3 separate regions of the Zea mays genome follow, and regions 1 and 3 are each linked to region 2. Evidence: chromatin contacts called from public Hi-C data. All regions are on one chromosome and are shown on one strand. The core of a region is the stretch at or near the end of the contact, and the rest is flanking DNA. Distances in the headings are between cores, read along the strand shown. Region 1 holds the start of LOC100285078. Region 2 holds the start of LOC100276647. Region 3 holds the start of LOC103646038 (scarecrow-like protein 8).

Region 1 (2,700 bases), core at 48-2,547, 220 kb before region 2:
GCCACCCAAAGTCGCCGCACGCCTGGGTGTCCTCGAAAACTTGGTACGGCGTGCCGGTGCAGCCAGTCCCGGTGTAGAGCGTGGCCGTCTCGCCCCGGTAGTAGAACTCCTGCCCGGCGTAGAACGCAAGGTCGGTGCACCCGCACGACCCGACGATCGACGTATCCCCCGAGCACCCGGCCGCACTCCACGTCGTGAGGGAGCTCGGGGCACCCGACGCGTCCTTCGCCGCGACGCCTGCGACGGCCACCGCCATCAGGACGGCGACGACGACGACGGCCGTCGCTATTGCCGTGGGAATCGCTCTGCACTTTCTTCCGGCCATAGCTAGTAGTGTATGTGTGTGACGTGGAACCGGAGTGACTGCGGAGCACCTGTGATGTCTTGATTATTAGTTGGTAGTATTGCGCGGCATCCGACGCCGTCTTATATAATCTGCAGATTTGTAGGCGAGCTCCCACGCATCCATTTGAGGTGTACCGGCGTTTGTCATCGGCTAGTAGTTCGTAGTTCGGTGCCGCCGGGCGCCGGCTGTAATTAGTCCGAGCGGAGTTCCCAAGATGGTTGTCTGGTGCTCCCAGTCCCAGGTCCCAGCCGACGGTCGCCGGCAGAGCTGATCCAACTCTGGTTGCCAAGAAACAGACGGTCCACATGCATGCAAAAGGGTCGAAAAAACAAATCCAATCCAACCCATGCACTTGTTGCCGACGCTTTATTCCACTGCCCTCGGTTGGAGCCTCCTTTCGACACCGGTCCCAAAAGCCAAGATGCCCCCGCGCGGCCGCGCCGCGCGCCACGTACTCCTACCGCTACCGGCACGGCGCCGTCGCCTCCACCCCTGCCCTCCAGCTCCAGGCTCCAGCCTCTAACCACCAGCTCAGCTTTGCACGGCGCCTCACATGGGCTCGTACGCCTCGCCTCGTCAGCCGGACGCTCCGCAGCGACAGGTCGCCACTGGCTCACTAACGTAATCCACTAATCCCTCCACTAGCTAGCTTGCCTCAGCTCTTTTCTAATCGGCGGCCGTGGCGTCTGAGCCCTGAGTCAGCTACACGCCCTCGTGCGCTCCTCCCGCCACTCATCGGCGGAAAGCGCGCACGGCCACGGGCACCGGAACCTCAAAAGCGAGGGTGTGGTGATGCCATAACTAGGACCGCGCGCACATGCTGGCATGCATCCATGTCCAGGATATGCAACGACGCAAGGATCATCCCACATCCACATCCACATCCAAGCATGGCCGGCGTTGTCTTTTTGGTGCGTGTATATTAACCCGCGGGCCGTCGTTCTTGCGGCTATCCGCACACTGAATCACGAATCTCTCGAGCCGCAGTCCAGTCCATCCGGCTGCAGGCTCTCTGCTGATTCTGAGTACGTTGGCGTTCCAGGCGATAGCTAGCTTAGCTTGGCTTGGCACAGTCGATCGTCTCCGATGGCGGCGGACATGCAGATTGTCCTGGCCGCGGGGAGGAAGATCGAGGCGCAGTATGTGGAGATGAAGGTGCCGCTCTACTCCTACGGCTGCGAGAAGAAGATCAAGAAGGCACTGTCACATCTCAAAGGTGCTTAGACGATCGATCTTAATCTGTGTGTGTGTATCGTCAAGTGAAAATCAGGCTAACATCCTGCTTCTCGGACATGTTTGTGCTGCATTGCAGGTATACATTCGGTTCAGGCAGACTACCACGAGCAGAAGGTGACCGTGTGGGGGATCTGCGACCGCGACGACGTGCTCGCTGCCGTCCGGAAGAAGCGCCGAGCCGCGCGGTTCTGGGATGATGATGGCGGCGAACTGGGTCCACGCGAGCGTGCGCCGACGCCCGGCCGAGAAGCTCCCAAGCAGTACCTGGCAGCCTTCGCCGCGTACAGGTGGAGGAAGTCGTGGAAGAAGCTTTTCCCGCTGATCCGCCTCTGAAGCTCACCGTGTGTGCTTAAGCTTATTGGCTTCTAGCTTCTCCACAAGTGAGCAGTGTGTGTGCCTGCGTCTTGACGACGTCTCAGGAACCGGAAAAAGGGGTTGGAACATGGAACTTAAGTTCTAACAGTAGCCCGTGCTTCTTGGTAGCAAATAAACATGCTTCGTTACCGAAGCCTTTTGGTAGGGCTTTGCCTTGTCTAGGGGGCGTTTGGTTGCCTTCTCCGGTGGTGCAGCTGCATCTACACATGCAAAAAGTAGTGTTTGTTTGGTTCGTTGTATCGCACGAGACAGGCTAGCACGGAACTTAAAGCGCCGCGAGCCAGGCCCGGCAGAAACGCATCGCGCGGCCGCACGCGCGCCGCCAGGCTCCGCTCAGCCAGCTCTTTACTCGTGCACGCATATCGAGACACGTTTTTAATTGGTTTTTTCATTATATCGTCTAATTAAAAGATTTAATCACCGAACCGATTTCATATCCGCGTTCCTGACATTTTTGCGAACGAAACTAGACCACTCATACTATATATATTTCAAATAAAAAAATTACGTGATTAAGATTAATATATAATTAGTGTATATTAACATGTAATTAGTATCTATTAAGCAATTTACCATATAATTAGTGTCTATTAATAGATTTTTTAATTTATTTAACAATTTTTTAACTCATGCACCATGTACTCATGCAAGCAACCAAACAACATCTCTTGTGAACCAGACTGGCCACATACACACAACCAAACACGCTATACTGCATGCACTCAGCCAGTCCAGTCTGAGCC
Region 2 (2,700 bases), core at 134-2,633:
AAACAAAATATAAAATATTTAAAATTAGAAGGAAAGTTTTTTTTAAAAAAAAAATGGCAACATCTCAATACTGAGAGAGCCCAAAGATATATATATATTTGCTTCACATATGGCATGAATATACTTTTTGCTTTCAAATATTAACGAAAGGAATATCATGTTTTCTGGAGCGTTGGGATCGGCAAGCAGAGCTGTCAAGTTCAGCACCGTACATGCACAAAACATTAACATCCATTTCACCAAAAGGAAATTGAAAAGATAAAAAATATTTGGCCCGCGCGGCACATGCCATTCAAGTTGTCATTTCTATATGTTTATTGGTTTTACATAAATATTTCTTTAGACAACATGAAAACCTCGAGAAAGGCATTCACAATATTACAGTATCTTTTGGTGGGTGTAACGTCATCAAAGGGAAAGAAAAAGACAGTGCGACATAGAATTTCGTGCGTTCATAGTGCGAGGTGGATGGTCCCGCCGTACATTTTGGTATCTCCATACAGTTTTGGTTTTTAATAAATAAAAGACATAAAAATATATTTTAACTTCTAGTTTGTTTTCAGTTATGTTGCTAGTTGACGACCATTACTGTTGATTCGTGGAGATATAGAACATTCGTAGAACAAACGAGCCCTTCCATTAGGGCAAGTTCAATCTATAGCATCCTGATAGTTTTTTCAAGTAGAAGAGACAACTTAAAAATTATATACTACAAATGAGTCACACTATAAATATAGTTAAGAGACGATATATATGAAAATTTGTATAGAAACCGAGACTATTCGTGAAGAACTTGTCTCTTGTATTATTTTTCATTTAGCCCTTTAGATACCCCTCAAAAGATAGGTATTAAATAGGGTTGTACGTGCGCTTATGGGGATGACACTTGTCGCAGACGTTCATGGCAGCAGCATGAGTCGGTGCTCACCACCCCTCCCCTCTACTTTTTTTACCTCCCCGCACACCCACGTTTCCCAATAGTGTGTAGCCATGGCCATTCGATCTTCGCCACTACCAATGGAAACCCCCTTGGCACCTCTGCAACTGTAGTGACGGGTGCACTCGCCTTGTAACCTTCCACCCCGGCTCTTCTTCTATCTAGGGTTGTAAATGGACGGAAAAAATCCCGTCCCGACCCGACCCATTTTCTACATTCAATCCGCCCATTTCTAGATTTCCGGAAAAATGCGGGTTCGGGACGGGTTACGGGTTAGGAGTCAGCGGGATCGGGACGGAAACGGGAAAGGCTATTTTCCGTTCGGATTATCGGGATCCCGTATTTGATCGGGATATTTCCGGATTAAACCCGGATTTAACCCGAGGATTAAGGCCCACCACCACTCACTCGTCGGGCCCAAAGCGGCCAAGCCCACCACTCCACGTCCAGTTCTCCACACACACGTGAACGCTAACCCTAAGCCCATTCCCTCGGTGGCTGCCTGGCTGGACGCCTGGACACCTCCAATCCCCAGACCCCATGCTTCACCGCTTCAGCCCCGCCGGCGCCGAGCGGCCGACTCGCCGACGGCCGACTCCAATCCCCAGGCTTCAGCCCCGCCGAGCGGCCGACTCGTCGACGGCCAACTCGCACGTGCTTCCGCCGGCAGCCTGGCACAGCAAGCAGGAAGCAGCAAGCAAGAATCAGCGGTCGGTCGGGCGTACGACAGCAAGCAGGAAGCAGCACAGGCGTCTCCATCCTACAGGTAATTACTAATACGTACTAGTACTAGCAGCAAGGTATTTGGTTCCTGCTTCCTGCTTGCTAGGTACTACGTACTAGTACTAGCAGCAAGCTATTTAGCGCTTGGCGTTGCTGCTTCTTGCAGTCAGATTCTAAAAGTGTTATTTCAATTGTGGCTGAACTAAAACCCTCAGAGACAAATCCTCTATCCCCTAATGCGAGCCACTTGATGGATGATGAGGTAATTTGTTGCTACCTTGCTAGAAGCCTAGAACTTATTGATTGCTGCTACATTGTTGCTTGCTACCTTACTGTCAATGTCATGTTCCTACTTTCTTTGCTGCTTGATGCTTTTCAGCCCACAAGCATACATGCTTGCTTGCTGCTAGTGCTTTTGCTTCCTGCTTGCTGGCTTGCTGCAGCCCCATACATACATTTCTTGTTGCAGGTTGCTTGCTACTTGATGCTTCCTGCGAGGCTGCTACCTATCATTTGCAAATACTTATACATATGTATTCTAAAATGTAGGAACATGACCGGGATAGTGATTCCTAATTCATGAATGAAGATGGCGAGCTGTGAAGAAATCTTACAAATGTGTGTTTGATGTCATGAAGACATTGAAGAATGAAGACCTTATATTGTGTCCATATGTGTGTGTCGGTGTGTGAGTGTGACTATAAGTCTATTACTCTATTAATTGTTATTGTGTATGGACTGAATTTATGTGGGCAGAGTGAGTGTAAGTTTACTTGTTGGATACTTGGATTTGGAATTGTGTTATGTGCTCATGTACTATTGTGGACTTATTTTCATGTTGTTCAATGGCTATGTGGTCAACTGGTCATGTAATCATGTGGTGATGTGGACTTATTTTCCGGTTAATTTTTCCGTTGAGGTAATTTCCGTTCGTTTTCGGTTAATTTTCGGCCGTTTTGGTTCGTTTCCGTAAACCGGTATAACCCGGACCCGTTTCCGCCCGTGGTTGTTCCGCTCCCGCTCCCATTTCCGATGAAGAA
Region 3 (2,700 bases), core at 75-2,574, 200 kb after region 2:
TCTAACTATCCGTATCCGATCCCGAATCCGTTTTAAATACATTAGGGTAGGATACAGGATGAGCTAATATCCGTCCGTATCCGCCCGTTTTCACCCCTAACCACACCGGGACCTGCTCGCCGGTGCTACAGAACATTAGACGGAAATCGAAATACAGGTGTCGGTAGTGCTGGACCCGCAATCCGGACCCAGATGTCATGGGGCTTCCCACTGGAGGGTTACATCGTTGGTGTTTTTTTTTATTTGGAGCAATTTGGCCCGGAACATTCGGAATCGTTGGCTCACACGTATCGCACGGGTCCGTCGTCTGTTCGTGCAGGGATTTTCTCTGTCCACTCATCGTTGGTGGGTTAAGAGTGTGTACAAGTCTTACGGCGAGAGGCCGGGAAACAGGAAATTTCCAAGTCACCAGCGAGTATGAACCAAGAAAGCATGGAATTGTAGCCTGGTGTGCGTAGAATTTGATCACGGCGGTGTCTCCGTCCCACAAGCGTTGAGTGTACACAATGGCTTTCCCACTCTATCAGGATAGGTCACGGAGTAAGTATTGTTTTTTTAGTGTGATACTCCATACTGTATGCACGTATATGAATATGATATGAAGTGGTGTGGACACACTCGGGGCTAAGGAAAAAAAGAGAATCAGGGTTCTAGACACCAGAAAAGGTGGGTACGTGGTTGTTGGGTGGATATTCCGGTTTCCTAACTAATTCCCAACGCACCACCCCCCCAAGCAAGAAACCTTTTACTTACACATACGCATACGCACCGCTAAAACGTTTCTCGATCTGCCGAAACTACCCTCCCCAGCTTCCCCCATCCCTCCACGCACTGACAGATCACGTAATCCGTCAGGGGTATCTTGGTCGTTTAATGCTGGCCAGGACTACTAACCGTGTGGCCCGGTGTGTACCAAAGTTCCCAAAAAAAGCGACATTTGCGGAATCCAGCGCCTAGTTTTACGAAATCGCAGGTGGCCTAGCGTGTCGTGATCGGTTTCCGTGGATCGGCTCGAAATGCGTCGAAACTGAGGGGCGGTTCCCGCAAAACCGGTAGTGGCGGCGGCCACCGGCAGGCGTCGCGTCGGCGGGTGAAAGGCGCCAGGCCACGCCACCCGGGAGCCAGCCAGCCCCCAGGTCGTCCCGACGCCTCCTCGCAGCGGGAAGGAGCGCGACGGCGTCATCGCGGGCGAAGTTGCGTGACGTGACGCGATCACGCGACGGCGCCCGGTCTCGGTCTCAGCTGGTAACCCGCGCTGCCCGTTTCCATTCCTTCACACTGCCCGGCCTGCCCATCACGGATTCACCCTGCAGCCCCCGCCCTCGCATTAAAATCTACTATAGTACCAAAGCGAGCCGGGGCCCCGCCACAACGCCTCCCGATAAACACCACCATCGATTCCCCGCCACCGGCTGGCTGGCCCACGCCGTCAGCGGGAGTGCCGCCGAATCGGTGTCGGATCCCAAACGCCGGTCTCACTTTTATAAACGTAACCGCAGCAGCGGAGATGGGGGAGGGGTGGCGGTTTTATTATCGGAGAAGCAAATTGAATTGAATGGCACCGGCTCCCATTAGCTGGACCCGTAGCTGTTGTTGTAGCCATAGCATTTGGAGGTAGCCATAGCCCATAGCATTCCATTCCTCCCTCCCTCCCTCCCTCCTCGGTAGATTCGTCTCGTCACCTTCCTCCTCCTCCTCTCTTTCTGCTCTCCCTGCCCCGACCTGCCCCGCCCTGCATGGAGCCAGGCGCGCCGTGGCGCGATCCGCGCCAGGGTTACTCCTACGGGGTCGGATCGGCGATGCAGCTCCAGCTCCAGCTGCAGCAGCGGGCCGACGCGGCAGCCGGTGGAGGAGTGCTCAAGAGGAGCCTCGGCGAGCTGGAGAGGTGGCAGCACCACCAGCAGCAGCAGGTGGCCGCGCAACAGGCGCTGTACCTGCGCGCCGTGAGGCAGCGCACGGCTGCGGCGGTCGATATCGCCGCCTTGCTGGGAGGCACCCCGGCTCAGCCTCTGGTTCTACCCGGGTCCAGCTTTGGAGGGGGCCTAGCGTCGCCTTCGTCGACGCTCTCGTCGTCGCTCACCACCGCGTCCAGGGCGGCGGTGCCGCTGATGCAGCCGCAGCTGCAGCGGCAGGTGCCGCTCACGACGTCCTCACCGCAGACGCAGCCCTTCGGGCTGTCGACGGCGCCGCTGCCTCAGCCGTCGGTTTCGAGCGAGCTGTTCATTTTGCAGGAGCTCGAGAAGCAGCTGCTGGACGACGACGACGACGACGAGCCGGTTGCGGCGATGAGCGGCACCGGTTCCGCCGTCACCAACTCCGAGTGGGAGGAGACGATACAGCAGCTCAGCTCCATCGCGGCCGCGCCGTCGCCCGGGCTCCCTGCAGCGGCGACCCCAAACAACAACAATAATAACGTCGGGATGACGAGGTCACCGTCAAACTCCTCCACGGCGTCCTCGTCCGCGTCCTGCTCGCCGCCGACCCCCGGGGCCGCGTCGAGGCAGCTATTGTCTGAAGCCGCGGTCGCTATCGCGGATGGCCATCACGAAGCGGCGGCCGCCCATCTGGCCGCCCTGAAGCGCGCGGCTAACCAGCACGGCGATGCGGAACAGCGGCTGATTGCCATGATGGTGGCCGCCCTGTCCTCCCGCATTGCTCCGGCCGCCTCCGCCCCATCTCAACTCCTCGCCGACCTCTGCA

What was found. A called contact is a pair of places that touch in the nucleus more often than the background predicts.
Region 1: a contact with region 2 is called in a Hi-C map of ear, with 2.7 times the contacts expected there. The contact joins the promoter of LOC100285078 here to the promoter of LOC100276647 in region 2. A contact is called at or near these places in 2 of 25 Hi-C or Micro-C datasets (ear and tassel).
Region 3: a contact with region 2 is called in a Hi-C map of bundle sheath, with 1.7 times the contacts expected there. The contact joins the promoter of LOC103646038 here to the promoter of LOC100276647 in region 2. A contact is called at or near these places in 2 of 25 Hi-C or Micro-C datasets (bundle sheath and endosperm).

What each region holds. Positions count from the first base shown.
Region 1 is chr2:15,552,508-15,555,207 of Zm-B73-REFERENCE-NAM-5.0, forward strand. It overlaps LOC100285078, which reads left to right and starts at 1,298. Exons shown (of 2, transcript NM_001157973.1): 1 at 1,298-1,562; 2 at 1,659-2,099. The coding sequence starts at 1,496. The coding sequence ends at 1,915.
Region 2 is chr2:15,768,511-15,771,210 of Zm-B73-REFERENCE-NAM-5.0, forward strand. It overlaps LOC100276647, which reads left to right and starts at 1,384. Exons shown (of 3, transcript NM_001150384.2): 1 at 1,384-1,703; 2 at 1,876-1,922; 3 at 2,210-2,552. The coding sequence starts at 1,478. The coding sequence ends at 2,236.
Region 3 is chr2:15,972,416-15,975,115 of Zm-B73-REFERENCE-NAM-5.0, forward strand. It overlaps LOC103646038 (scarecrow-like protein 8), which reads left to right and starts at 1,325. Exons shown (of 1, transcript XM_008670776.4): 1 at 1,325-2,700. The coding sequence starts at 1,737.